Linked DNA regions of Mus musculus: regions 2, 3 and 4 are each linked to region 1. The links are chromatin contacts, called in public HiChIP or PLAC-seq and promoter capture Hi-C maps. All regions are on one chromosome and are shown on one strand. The core of a region is the stretch at or near the end of the contact, and the rest is flanking DNA. Distances in the headings are between cores, read along the strand shown.

Region 1 (3,417 bases), core at 881-3,380:
GTTCTGCAGAAGGGGGTGGGGTAACCAAGTACAACAGCAGGTGGGAAAGATCAAAATACATGTCCACAAGTGTGTATAAAAAGGAAGAAAAGAAGCGCAGAACTCATCAGTATCTGAAGGAGGTATGTTTCAAGACCTGTAGTGGAAGACTAAAATAGTGGCAAGTAGTTAGCCTAACCACTATGGTTTTCCCTATACAGACATGTGAGAAATGTTAATTTGCTAACTAGACACAAGAAGGTATTTACAACAACATATAATGGTGAACTCGAACTATAATCGCAATATATAATGAGTCAGTTTCTGTCTCAATGCCATGGTGCACCACACTCACCTTTCTTCGTGGGCTGATGTGAAGTCACATAGCTGCTATATGATGAGATTATATGAGGTGAATGATGCACTAGCAGAGCTGCATATGTCATGATGTTACTCAGATCTACCCACAATTTAAAGTTACAAATATTTACGTCTAGAAGACTTCATTTAATGTTTTCAAACACCTGTTAAACTGAAACTCCAGAATCTATACCGAAAGTAAGTAGTTTGACCAGAAGATACTAGCCATGCTCAAAGCTCACAAAACTTGGGTAGAGTTGTCTAAAACCCTCTGGGAGATGAAGCAAATACTTTAGTTGTCATGTATTGAGCAACTGTCCTTGTGACTGCCACAGAGCTATCCTGTATGCAGGTGACTCTTTATCTGTGAGGTCTTAAGGGTAACCCTTCTTCCATGGACTTTACTGTTAAAGACTGCAGCAGCCTCACTCCCTCAATTTCCCTGGGCTTTTTCTGCTTTGTGGGGTCTGTGATACCTCTGCTCCTACCATACAATTTTGCCTTGGCTTTAGGAGTGCTGGAGAGATTTCTTGGAATATACAGGGGGGAAAAATCTACTCTTCTTTCTATTCTGTGGACCTGGAGTATTAGAACCGTATACTGAGATTTCTTTCTGTCGTCTCATCAGTAGGCAGAAGGGAAACACTGACTCATTTAAGCACAACAGGGTGAAAAGAGATTTACTGTGGCCTTAGTCAGCCTCAAGGTTATTTAGTACCCTGATCTGCCTCCCCTACATTAAATTCTTCTGTATCAAGGGCACGGCATGTTGATGTATTCCTATAACCTTATCACTTAGGAGGCTGAGGAAGGACTGTTACTTTGTGTCCAGCCTGGGCTACATAATGAGATTTTTTGTCTTAAAATAAAACAAACAAAAATATATCACCATAAACAACATGAACAAAATAACCCATGCTTTTGCAAATACAGGAAGGAAAGCTTTGAAGCTCTGCAAACTGCCTTTCAGGTCATTTTCCCACATCTTTCGTGGATATCACCAGGCTTCCTTCTAGCCCATTCTACAGGTAAGGTGGCTTAGTCATCACTTGCTATTCTCCTCAAAGCATACTTTATTATATTTTAGAATGGTTGGGCAGAGTTCTTTTCTGCAGCGATAGACGATAGACTGTAACCTGGACTTGTGAAGTAAATAAACCATATTTTCAAGTTACTTTTTTTTTTTCCTCTTTGAGACAGGGTCTATGTCCTAACTGGCCTTCAATTCGTCATCATGTCGTATGGGCTGGTGTAGTGGTCATGTGTTAACATGCCCATCTACCTGTACTTTACAGGAGGCGTCTCGCTGAGGAGACAGAAGTACAGGATTCTGCAAGAGATGGGGCTGCCCGCCGGGGTCCTGCCACCTAGAGTGCAGAGAAACCCTGAGTCCCGCAGCACCCAAAGCAATGTAGGACTGAGGATGTAGGACTGAGGCATCTACCCGGGGAACACCCGGCGCCCCTTACATTGCCCCGACGTTCGCCTCGTCTGCTCCCGGGCCCTCTTGTAGTTTCAAGAAGGCTCCAGAGGTCAGCTGTCCCGGAGCCAAAGAGGCTTAACCGTACCCGCTGCCCTCTCAGCTGACCAGACCGTGCCAGGAAGAAAGATGGCGGGTGAGGCATATCCGCTTTCTGCCGGCGTTCCTGATTGGACAGCTGGCCGTAAGGACACTTACCATAGCTGAGCCCAAGGCTTGCTGGGGCCTTAGGAATGATCCTGGTGTTGGCAGCCACACAACACGGACCCTGAACGGATACCTGTGACTCCCTCAGCTGGCAGAACTCTATCACCACAATAGTCTGGCAAGTAAGAGAAGGCCGGTGAGGAACGTCCGCTTCACCAATCGGCGCTTCTGATTGGATAGCTCGTGCTGTGCTCCGTGGTACTAATTGGATAAGCGATCAGACACCCCCCCCCCAACCCCCCCACCCCCCCCCCCCCCACACACACACACATTAGAGCTTGGTGGTAAACTCTTAATTTAATAAGTGGGGCACACATGCCATATTGCAGCCAAAGCTCTCATGGCCCGGGCAGAAATCCACTCTTTTTTCTTTTTTTTTTTCTTTTTTTTTTTTGTTTTTTGTTTTGTTTTGTTTTTCGAGACAGGGTTTCTCTGTATAGCCCTGGCTGTCCTGGAACTCACTTTGTAGACCAGACTGGCCTCGAACTCAGAAATCTGCCTGCCTCTGTCTACCAAGTGCTAGGATTAAAGGTGTGCACCACCACGCCCCGCATCCGCTCATCTTGATAACTGCATTTAAAAAGAATTTAGACTTGGTTTTTCCAAAGAAGAGCTTTCCCACTTCCCCCTGGAAACTAAGTCTGGAGTCTGCTTATTTAAAGTCAGATTTAGTTAGTGTACCATGGACAGAACCTTAGAGAAAGGGTACCTAGGCCTGCCACAGAGATAAAGGGATACCCAGCCAGGGCAGGTCCACTGGTCTAATGTCACCCATGAGAAACTTGAGATGATGTAGTCTGCATGATAGCAAAAGCTTTCCCCTTCCTTTTCACTCAGTCCATACATTTTTCAGCCAAGAAAAGAGAAATATACCAAGAGAATATACCAAGAGAAAACAGTTATGAATATGAAAAGTGCGGTTACATAGTAGCAGTCATAAGGTTCTCTAGGGACACAGGAATCAGTTCGTTTGCTCTGCCAATTAAAGCATTTTTATTCAAATTTTAAAGAAAAAATCCCAGGGAAGCAAAGTTGTAAGTCACTGCATCTGCTGGGATAGGGACCATTGCCTGGGAACAGGCACTGCAAGTTCAGCAACATGGAATAGATATATTTACCCCAAAAGATGGGCCTATCAGTTTTCCTGTCTTTGTTCAAACTGAACATCCCTAAGTTAGAAAGACTCTTCAAAGTTTCCGGATCTCTGCCTTTCTGTGTCCCCACCCCCCACCCCACCCCCACCTTCTTGTACATTTGTTTCTTTACTACTAGGAAGAGCTGTTCTTTAGTTGATTCTGCCTGCAGGGTCTGAGATTTCCCCTGTTGCTACCTGTTGCGCTGAGATTTTTTTTTTTTTTTTTTTTTACTCTTAATTCTTTAAGTGGCAGAGA
Region 2 (3,410 bases), core at 700-3,199, 550 kb after region 1:
AAGAAGAAGAAGAAGAAGAAGAAGAAGAAGAAGAAGAAGAAGAAGAAGAAGAAGAAGAAGAAGAAGAAGAAGAAGAAATAGTAGTAGTAGTAGTAGTGGGGAGGAAGAGGAAGAGGAGGAGCAACAGACAGGAGATTTAGTGCACCAAGACCACATAGGAGGTATAAGAATGGGAAGAAACATGTCACCTGACTCTACAGTATCACTGTGCATAACAAAACACAACATATGGGAGTTTGGGGGCATCAAAAGCAACACTTTTCCAAATGCTTAAAGGAAAAATGAATTGTCAAGAACCTCACACTTGAAATCTTGATAGGAATTTGAACTCATGGGGAGATGAAAGGGAACTGTAAGGAAGCTGATAGGTTAGTATGCATAAAGGATGGTGATGCTGAGAAGACATTGGATAACAATGGTTACATGAGAATGTTGGTAGGAAAGAGGATTCTGTTGAGAGAAGCAGTACTTGAATGTATGGCATTGGTGATGATATCTCTATTATGAGTGATCTAATCCCAAGATGTGGTTCTGCAACATGGAGCAGCATGGAGCAAGGGGACCTGGTGACCAGGGAAGGGTACTGAGTAGGAAGTGTAGTCATTATGATGAGACCAGAGAGAAAATGGTCATGCTGTGATGTGCCTTTGGAATAAAGTCATTGCTTAGCATGCACAAACCCTAAGCACTTCAGATAATCACTACCAATGTTAAAAAGTGTTCATCCTTGACCTACATTGCATAATGGAGCCCACTAATGCATCTTCAGGACAGAGGGCAAAATGAGGAAGGACAGTGGCCAAGAAGTGGAAGGGAAAAAAACTACAATCTCTCTTCTGCACCCAAACAGTAGGTGGAGGTAAGAAATCGCAGCTGAATCCTACAGGGCAAATAGCAACCCAGAGAGATACAGTCACTGATCTGAAACCAAGAGAGATGAGCCAGGCAGGAGGCAAGACCTTGGACATACTGAAGGAAGATCTCAAATCCAGCAGTGAAACAGAATATACCAGGGATGCCACTACTCTGTGCTATTCGCCATGGGATCCACTGACTATGACACATATCCAGGAACTTGAGGAATCCTCAGTCCTGCTGAGAGTATGGCCCACAGTAGGCTGGTGCCAGGTAAGAGAGAAAGGCTGATGAGCACAACTTGGAAAGAAAGATAAATGAATGTGGGGTTGTGATGAGAATAGGGGCCCAAATAACTTTCTTTGCTTCTCCCTGCTACAGGCTCCAGACCTTTCCTGATGCCTAGGGAACACATACACCCCGGTACCCCCAGCCTATCTGCCGCCATACTCACCATGCCCAAGTGACCTGAAAACCAGTTTTTTTTAGGAGGCTGAGGGAAACAACTGAGGCGGGAGCAGTTCTCATAGAATGAGTAAGTCCAGGCAAGGATTCTGGCCAAAATCCAGGAAGCCACTCCAAGCAGCAGAAGATGCCATGACGAGGTCACCACAGAGCCCAGGTCCAGCCCAGACACACTTAGCCGCAGCATCCTGCTGAGCAGACAGACACAGGAGGAGATTCTGAGGTTTGGAAGAGGAACCTGGAAAACTTCAGAATTTTGAGCATGGGCAGAAACTGGAGAGTAGAGCAGGGAGTAGAGCAGGGAAGGGGATGGAGATACAGGAAGAGACAGAATGAGAGAGAGAGAAGGAGGCAGGGAACACACAGACAAGAGCTGTTGAAGTCTGGGATGGCTCTGCCTGAAGCACAAACGGTTATCCAGGAACCCAGGCTCACTTGTGCCAATTGTCTCCATGGAGCCACCCCAACACTGATAAACTCATCCTGATCAGAGTCAGGACCCTGTCTTGCCTCAGAGCCCAAGTCGGTACCTTATCTCAGGAGCTGCTGGTCCTCTAAGACCTTCTCCCCAGTCCTGTGAAAAGCATTTATCCCCTGCTTCCTAACTTCAGGAAGCTGTGTGGGAGGCTGGGTTAGGCTGGACTGAACCAATCAAATCCCTCCCAGGCTCAGCCACTTCCTCCCTGCCTGGGCATCAGGCCAAAACAAGTTGGGCGGGGCCAGACTGGAGTGGAGGGGAAAGACTCAGGGCAACACACACAGGCAGGTTGCATTTAGGATGCAGCACCTCTGAGTCAAGGGCAAAGGTGACTCTGGGCCCTTCCAAGGGCAACAGTCTGCTGATAAAAGCGTGAAGGAGGAAGTACAGGTGCCAGGATGGTGTTCAGGATGTTCCCTGAGCATCTCCCAGGGATCTCTGCACATCTCACTGGTGGGAGTGCAGCATGCAGAATTCCTCACTGCAGAACTGCAGAACTGCAGACCTGTCTCTGGAATGCCTCTGCTCACCGACTACAGTCTTGCAGCATTCAGTCCTCTCCCTTAGCAGCCCAGCCCCTGGATAGAAACAATTCCAAACTAGACCAGAGAATCCAGCCATGGTCAGACTGAAGAGATAGATGTCCTGGCTGGGAAAATACACCTGGCAACTAAAGGGTCAGAGTTCAGCGGGTTTGTGAGGATGAAAGGAGTCAGACTGAAGTGCTATGAGCACAGGGGTACAGGCAAGAATGAACAAGCCTGCAATGGCTTGTCTTCCCAGGATCAAATGGCGACTTGACCTTAACAGGAGTGTATGCTGTTCAGAAACCCTAGATCGGCAAGTCATGGACTTAGCAATCACTGAACCCTCCCATGGCCATGCTCCCCATTATTAGACAAGTAAAAGGAGCCAACATCACACCAAAGCGCGGACATAAAGAACAATGGGTGGACCAGCTCAAAGGTTGGCAGATAAAAGCAATCTCAAAGTCCTGAAACAGAGTTAAGGGTACTTGATTGGTGGTTGATAGAGCAAGATAAGGGCAGAGGTCAGTGGAGAAGTCCAGACTCGCCAACTCAGGGCTCCCCAAACAAGAAATGAGGGACTATGGAGGCTAGGGGTCCCTAATAGATCAAAATTAAGCAACCTCAAGACTTCCTCCCCAGGGGATTTTTCACAAGGTGTTGTTTCCCTTTCCTCTAGTAAATTTTTCAACTTCACAGGTACTTTTTAAGCATAGGCAAAGTCTACAATTTCACAACTACTTATGACACTGAATTCTAGGGTAATGAACGTCTAAAGGAAACACACAACATTTCTAAAAGAGTCCACACTGGAGAAGACACAAGGAAAGACTGTATGGAACAGAGCAGTATAAGGCCCCCACTTGTCACAGTTGAAGCCATAGCTGTTTCGCTTGACTTAGCATTCTTATTTTTTCTTTTATTTATTTGATTTATGTATAGAGATGTTTTGTCTGCATGTATGTGTCTGCACCACACACAAGCTTGATTCCAGAAGCTTTGCAAAGAAAAGAGTGTGAGATCCCCTGGGAGTAGAACTGCAGAAAGTTCCGAGCCACCACGTAGGTAGTACAAATTGAACCTTG
Region 3 (3,135 bases), core at 504-3,003, 580 kb after region 1:
ATATGAGTAAGAAGTCTTTCCAGGATGTGTAGCCATACAGGAGAGGCCACAGTGGTGCCTTCTGGAAAAATAGGAAAAGTGGCTGGCCTAGTAGTGGAACCCTTCATTTTCTAGGGAGCACAAGACAGTCAGTGTGTCACCTCAATACCACAGAGGAAAACAGAGTGCTCAACTCTGACCTAATTCAGACAATGGAGTCCTCTGACACATTTTTGAGGAGGAAGAGTTAGATAAGACAGGGGAGGAATTGGTGGGGCTGGAGATATGGTTCAGAGGTTAAGGGCACTTGTTAATCTTGGAAAGGACATGGTTTTGATTTCTAAAACCTACAAGGTAGCTCACAGCCACCTATAACTCCAGTTCTGGGAGATCCAATGCCTTCTTCTGAACTCTTTGAGCAATAGGCACACACATGGTACACAAGCACCAATGTTGGCAAGATACATACATATAAAATATATATATAATATATAATATATATATATTATATATTTTATATATTATATAATATATAATAAATATATAAAAATATATTATATGTTTTATATATTATATACAATATATAATAAATCTCATTTAAAAAAAGAAAGAAGAAGAAGGAAGGAAGAAAGGAAAGAAAGAAAGAGAGAGAGAGAGAGAGAGAGAGAGAAAGAATTTTAAAAATTGGAGAGGAGGGATGTCAACTTCTGCCATTCAGCATCGCTGTCCCTCAAGAGACTCTGGCCAGCAGAGATGGGCTAAGAAAGGAGCATACCCAATTTATTCCACTAGAAAGGCTCAACTCCAACAACGTTAAGTGAAATAGCACATTGAGGGGGAGAGCTCTGCTCCCTCAACCTATCCTGGGGTGGGGTGGGGTGGGGGGCACTAACAACACAGAACAGGACTGAACAAGCAACAGAAAGAGATCTTAAAACATGAGTTCTTATCAGAATGTGATCCGAAGTTAGCTGGGAACGAGAAAGGGCAAAAAAGAAAAAAGCCTCAAAACGTGGTGTAGACAGAGGCCAGGAGTAGATATGCCGGGTATGTGACTAGATAGAGACTCACTCAGCCTCCCTCCCTCACCTCTCCACCCTCTCACGACTCCCAGGTTCCTAAGAGCCTTTCCTGACACACCAGACCTACCTGCTGCCACACTCACCATGCTCATGTGACCCCAAAACCAGTGCCGCGAAGGGGGCTCGGGGAAGCAGCGGAGACGGCAGTAGTTGTCATAGAAGGCACAAATCCAGGTCAGAATTCGAGCCAGGAACAAGGAGGCCCCAACCAACTGCAGAAGTTGCCATGGGAAGGCAGCTCCAGGCCCCAGTCCCAGCCAGGACAGGCCCAGCTGTAGCATCCTGCAAGAAAGATAGGCCAGAAGTGAGATCCTGAGGCCCAGGAGACAGAGGTGGCCCTCCATGGTCACTGGACAGAGATGGTGACTTAGAGGACTAGAACACAGGAAGGAAAAGGGACACCCAGGGCTACGGAGAGACAGAGAATCAGGCAGGAGAGAGGCAGATAGGATCTGTTTATAGTCTGCGTTGGCCTAGACTGAAGCACAGGTATGTAGCGTAGTAACTGGGAAATCAGGCCTGCCTGCAGAGCCACCCCAGCTGTAACAGAGCTTCCACTGTTCAGTAGGGGCCTTCCGTGTGTCCCAAGTCCGGCACCTTTTCTCAGGAGTAATGCGTCCCAGAAACGTCCGCTCTTCCCTGGAAATGTTTTTGATCCTGGCTACCGGCTGAGCAGGACGATGAGCTGGACTGAGCCAATCCCTCGGTGGCCCAGAGCCCTCCTCCCAGCCTGGGTAGAATATCAAAATGCGGGGGGCGGGGGCGGGGGCGGGGCGGGGGCGGGGCCAACCCGAAGCAATTGGAGCCAATCCAGGGTCACATGTCCAGGCAAGCAGGGTCCTCAGGATTCAACACCTTCCATCTGAACCAAGACAAAGGTGTCTAGAGACCCAAAGTTTACAATCTGTCCCGTTCTCACTAGGCTCCGCAGGTCCTCTGAGGACCTGCAGGCTAGAGGGCAGCAGGCAGTGTTTTCCAGTTCGGACTGAAAGGATCCGAGCCTCTGCCTACCAGCTGCACAACCTGGCAGAATTCTCCCTCCAAGTAATCCAGGTTCCGAGTGGAGACAAGACTTCCAGAAACAAAGAATCCGGCCGTGCTGGAACGGACTAAAAGAGATTCTGAAGATTAAAACTCCCAGCTGAGGGACCAGAGTTCAGTTAGGAAGTAGGTGGGAGGGGTCAAGCTGAGCCGCCAGTCGTGGGGAAATCCAGGCAGGCGAGAAGAGAGAGGGGGTTGTGGGCTCCGGGTCAGCAGCACCACGTTGAGAGCTCCAAGAGAAAAACACCATTCACAATACAAAGGCAGGCCCATCTGAATAACACTATTATTCATTCAACTGAAAGGGTAAAAGCCCAAGGATGCGCAAGTGACGGACTTCAAGCCGTAAAAGATATCTATAACTGCCAACCCAGACTGCTGCATCCAGAAAAGCTGTCTGTCATAAAGAAGGACATTTTTTTTAACTATCAGCGGTAAAAATAGAACAAAGGCATTTATGAGCACTGAGCCAGCTCTACAGAAGATGCTTGATAGAATCCTTCAGGCTGAAGAGGGGGAAATCAGGCCACAAAGTCCAGGAAATAAATAAATAAATAAATAAAACACACTAGAATATTATTAAAGCAAGAGAGGAAGAAGGAGGAAAACAAAATCAACAAAATTGCAGGAATCAACAAACACCTTTCAATAACTCGGGTGTTCTCAGTCTCAACTGCACCCCAGATAAAGGCACAAGCATGGATCTGCTGCTTCTAAGAAATATCTCACTACAAGAGGCAGATAAGATTCTAGCTCAGGGTGAAAGGACGCTAAGCTATCTCAGGGGACAGGAAGATGGCTCAGTGTGAATGCACCTGCAGCCAAGACTAACAGCTTCACTCTGCTCCATAGAACTGACCAGCATGATGAAAGGAGAGAATTGACTCCTGCAAACTGTCCTCTGGCCTCCACACCCATGGCATGACAGGCACGTGTGCCCACACACACACACACACACACACACACACACACACACACAAATAAATAAAATGTTAGTTCACAGACTTTTAAGGGTATGCCAAGGAAATGGACC
Region 4 (3,234 bases), core at 553-3,052, 550 kb before region 1:
CCCCGCCTCTGTCCTGTCTGTAATGCATACCACTCAATGCATGGGTCTCTCCTCTTCCTCCTCTGTGTCTTTATGATAATGCTCCTTAAGGGTGACCTCGGAGATAACCCCATTTTAAATCAGTTTTCTCTTCCCAGTTGCCCACAGTCACCAACATTTTCTACTCTCTTTGTCTCCCATTACCTATGAAGTTTTTTATATTAGTTCTTATATTAGGGTTGTTTTGAGGATTTTTATTTTTGTGGTGTTAGGGATGGAACTTAGCACCTTGCTAAACAAGCTCTAGCAATGAACTATATCTTCCCAGTGATGAGGGTTTTTTGTCATCGTCCTCTCCTCCTCCTCTTCCTCCTCCTTTTTTTTAATTTGTTTTTTGAAGCAGGGTCTCATATATCCTGGGCTGGCCTCAAACTTGCTTTATAGTTGAGGATAACCTTCTGCCTCTGCCTCCCATGTGCTGAGATTACAGGTGTGTGCCACCATTAGTTTAGCTTGCTTGCTTGCTTTTCTTTTTCTCTTCTCTCTTCTCTCCTCTCCTCTTCTCTCTTCCTCTCCTCGCCCCCCTCTCTTTTTCTTTCCTTTCCCTTTCCCTTTTCCCTTTTTCCTTTTTCCTTTCCTTTCCTTTTTTTGTTTTTTGTTTATTTTAAGTCAGTTTCTCACTATGTAGCCCAGGCTGGGATTCAACAGTTCTACTGCTTCAGCCATCTGAGTGCTGGCATTACAGGTGTATACCACCATACCCATTTTGACTATAAATTGTTAAAATTTAGTTGGGGGGACTAGAGAGATTTCTCAGTAGGTAAAGTACTTGTCATGCAAGCCTGAGTTCTAGCTTCAGTACTCATACATAACAAAGTCAGGAGCAGTACCTGTCATCCTAGTTAGCTCTGGAGAGCTTAGGCCAGGAGGCCCTCTAGGGCTTGTTGGCTAGCCATTCTAACTAAGTTAACAAGCTCTACATACATCTATCTAAGATGTGGGTATTAGGTGTCATAGTCCCTGACATGTCTCATGAGGACCAGAAGGGAGGCTCCCCAAATGTACAGGCACTATATGATATGTTTAGAACATTTCTGGTGCTCTCAAGTCTGACCTGCTCTTTGCCATAGGTGCTGGTAGATATCCCCAGCCTATCTTCACCAAGGGTAAAAAAGATTGGAGGACAGAGAGGACAGAACCTTGTAAATCTATCTAGAGATGGACTCAGAAGGATCTCTGGGAAGGAAGCAATTCTTGCCTGGGGTCAGACATTTCTTTGTTGAAGCCCCAGTCTAAGTGAGTTGATGACCACAAGGGTAGATAAGGAAGGGTTTAGCAGAGCACAGCTTGGGTAACGGACTGGAGATGGGGACTGGTGTAGCAGGTGCGTGACCCATTTAATCACTTCACAGGAAACCTCTGCTTATATCCCAGCTGCTGACCTGGATTGAGGGTATATCATTCCAGGCAGACCCAACCAGCACCACACTGCCTTGCAGTCACAGATACAAAGCTGGTCCACAAGAGCTCAAGCTATTATGCCTTGGTTGTTTCTTATCTTTTCCTGTGCCATCTCATCCCCAAGACTGTTCTAGCTCTGTTCTGCTAGGTTACCCATGAGGGCATATTTACCAGTTCCCCAGTTTCTACTTGGGACCCTTGTTACCTGAATGAACTTCCAATGGGGGCTTGAGGACTCACCATGGCTTCAGGGGATGATGAACCACAGGGTGAATGAGCTCTGAGCTTAGGCTTCTGCCTTGAGGAAGTTAAGTGTGGTTTCTGCTCCACGGGCTGACACACCAAGTCGGAGCTGTTGGGCTGGGGAGGGCAGAGGAGGAAGGAGGCGGAGATAGCCTTTCTGTCCCCTCCTTGAGTTCCTGCCTGTCCACTACTGTCCCCAAAGTCAGGTCATTAGACCTAAGCACATCTATAAAGCACAAGTTTCCTAGCTCCTACTAGCCTCTTGATTCCCTATTGTCCCCCTTAGTTTTAACACTTTGGGGTCCTGACAAGCTTTGTCTCTGAAGAGGCAAGCTTAGGACAAACTCAGGACAGTCACAGCACCTTAGTGGGGATTTTATGGCTTTCTCTGGGTCTTAAGACGTCTCTAAAGAGGTAGACCTAGGATATGGCTGTTGCAATGGTGAGGACATATCTGTCCTCCTGTATTGCTTCATCTACCTTGTTTCACCATTTGTACTCTCAACAGGACTTCCCTGTTAAGGTGACAAATGCCCCATCAGCCAGGGCTATGCACCCAAAGCATCATCAACTGGGATAAGCAGACTTATGGGTGGGTGGCATTAAAAGATGTCTAAGTCCTGGGCTGAAGGGACATCACTGTTGCTGTGAAGGTATGGGGTTTTAGGACCTCTCAAGTTCACAGTGGTTAAAGGAAGCAGAGAGAGGAGAAACAAGAAAACTGGATTGCAGGAAAATGAAGCCCAAAGTGGGACAAAGGTAGATATAGGAAAGGAGAGCCCTGACACGTGATTCAGTCCACAGGAACAAAGAACACTCAGCAGGGTTCAGAGGTATGATTCTCAGTTTGGGAACAGAATAGAATTCTTTGAGCTGTTAAAAAAATATCTTCCAGAGATTCTGATGTCACCAGTCTGGGATGTGGTCCAAGGAGGAGGACTACTTACACCCTAGCAGGATGGTTCTGGTGTATAGATGAGTGTACATGTGTCTATGTCCCTGGAGTCACAAAGTACATGCTCTAAGCAACTGGCGTAGTGGTGCATACTTGTAATCCCAGCAGAAGCAGGAAGTTCACTACATTTCCAAGGTTAGCCTAATCTACATAGTGAATTTCAGGCCAGCCAGCACTACATAATGAGACCCTGACTCAGAAACGTAACCAAAAAAGTACATGTTCTACCCAGGTATAGTGGCACACATCCGTAATCCTCGCATGTGGGAGAAGAGGATATTAAGTGCATGACCATCCCCCGGCTGGAAAGTTGAGACCCTGTGAAGGAAGATAACATAAACTAAATCCAAAGTTTGTAGCTCTGTTGGTAGTGTACTTATATAGCATGTACAAAGCCTTAAATCTGATTTCTAGAATCTCATAAAACAGCACTTGGGAGTTAAAAGCAGGAGGATTGGAAAGTCTGGTAGTTTAAGGCTATTGTTGCAGTGCCTTGTAAAAATACAATGAAGCCGGGCAGTGGTGGCGCACGCCTTTAATTCCAGCACTTGGGAGGCAGAGGCAGGCGGATTTCGAGTTCGAGGCCAGCCTGGTCT

What was found. Promoter capture Hi-C pulls out the DNA fragments that hold promoters and counts their contacts. HiChIP or PLAC-seq counts read pairs in DNA pulled down with a chosen protein or histone mark. Capture Hi-C pulls out chosen DNA fragments and counts their contacts.
Region 2: a promoter capture Hi-C map of liver shows a contact between it and region 1, with 2.1 times the contacts expected there. The contact joins the promoter of Cyp4f16 here to the promoter of Zfp563 in region 1. A contact is called at or near these places in 9 of 39 promoter capture datasets (the 3T3-L1 cell line, cranial neural crest, embryonic stem cells and 4 more), 1 of 484 Hi-C or Micro-C datasets (Th1 cells), 2 of 115 datasets of contacts at active chromatin or transcription factors (bone marrow-derived macrophages and embryonic stem cells) and 1 of 9 other capture datasets (liver).
Region 3: a contact with region 1 is called in a FOXA1 HiChIP or PLAC-seq map of pancreatic cancer cells. The contact joins the promoter of Cyp4f17 here to the promoter of Zfp563 in region 1. A contact is called at or near these places in 3 of 39 promoter capture datasets (the 3T3-L1 cell line, cranial neural crest and hippocampal neurons) and 3 of 115 datasets of contacts at active chromatin or transcription factors (astrocytes, bone marrow-derived macrophages and pancreatic cancer cells).
Region 4: a promoter capture Hi-C map of liver shows a contact between it and region 1, with 2.5 times the contacts expected there. The contact joins the promoter of Pram1 here to the promoter of Zfp563 in region 1. A contact is called at or near these places in 7 of 39 promoter capture datasets (the 3T3-L1 cell line, 3T3-L1-derived adipocytes, cranial neural crest and 3 more), 1 of 15 datasets of contacts at CTCF or cohesin (the NIH/3T3 cell line) and 1 of 115 datasets of contacts at active chromatin or transcription factors (embryonic stem cells).

Annotation. Positions count from the first base shown.
Region 1 is chr17:33,088,080-33,091,496 of GRCm38.p6, reverse strand. It overlaps Zfp563 (zinc finger protein 563), which reads right to left and starts at 2,130. Exons shown (of 4, transcript NM_001024950.2): 1 at 2,018-2,130. The coding sequence starts at 2,020.
Region 2 is chr17:32,535,096-32,538,505 of GRCm38.p6, reverse strand. Cyp4f16 (cytochrome P450, family 4, subfamily f, polypeptide 16) reads right to left here and starts at 1,949. Exons shown (of 13, transcript NM_024442.2): 1 at 1,851-1,949; 2 at 1,310-1,508. The coding sequence starts at 1,507.
Region 3 is chr17:32,505,102-32,508,236 of GRCm38.p6, reverse strand. Cyp4f17 (cytochrome P450, family 4, subfamily f, polypeptide 17) reads right to left here and starts at 1,753. Exons shown (of 13, transcript NM_001101445.2): 1 at 1,659-1,753; 2 at 1,145-1,343. The coding sequence starts at 1,342.
Region 4 is chr17:33,636,624-33,639,857 of GRCm38.p6, reverse strand. Pram1 (PML-RAR alpha-regulated adaptor molecule 1) reads right to left here and starts at 1,802. Exons shown (of 10, transcript NM_001002842.2): 1 at 1,681-1,802. The coding sequence starts at 1,683.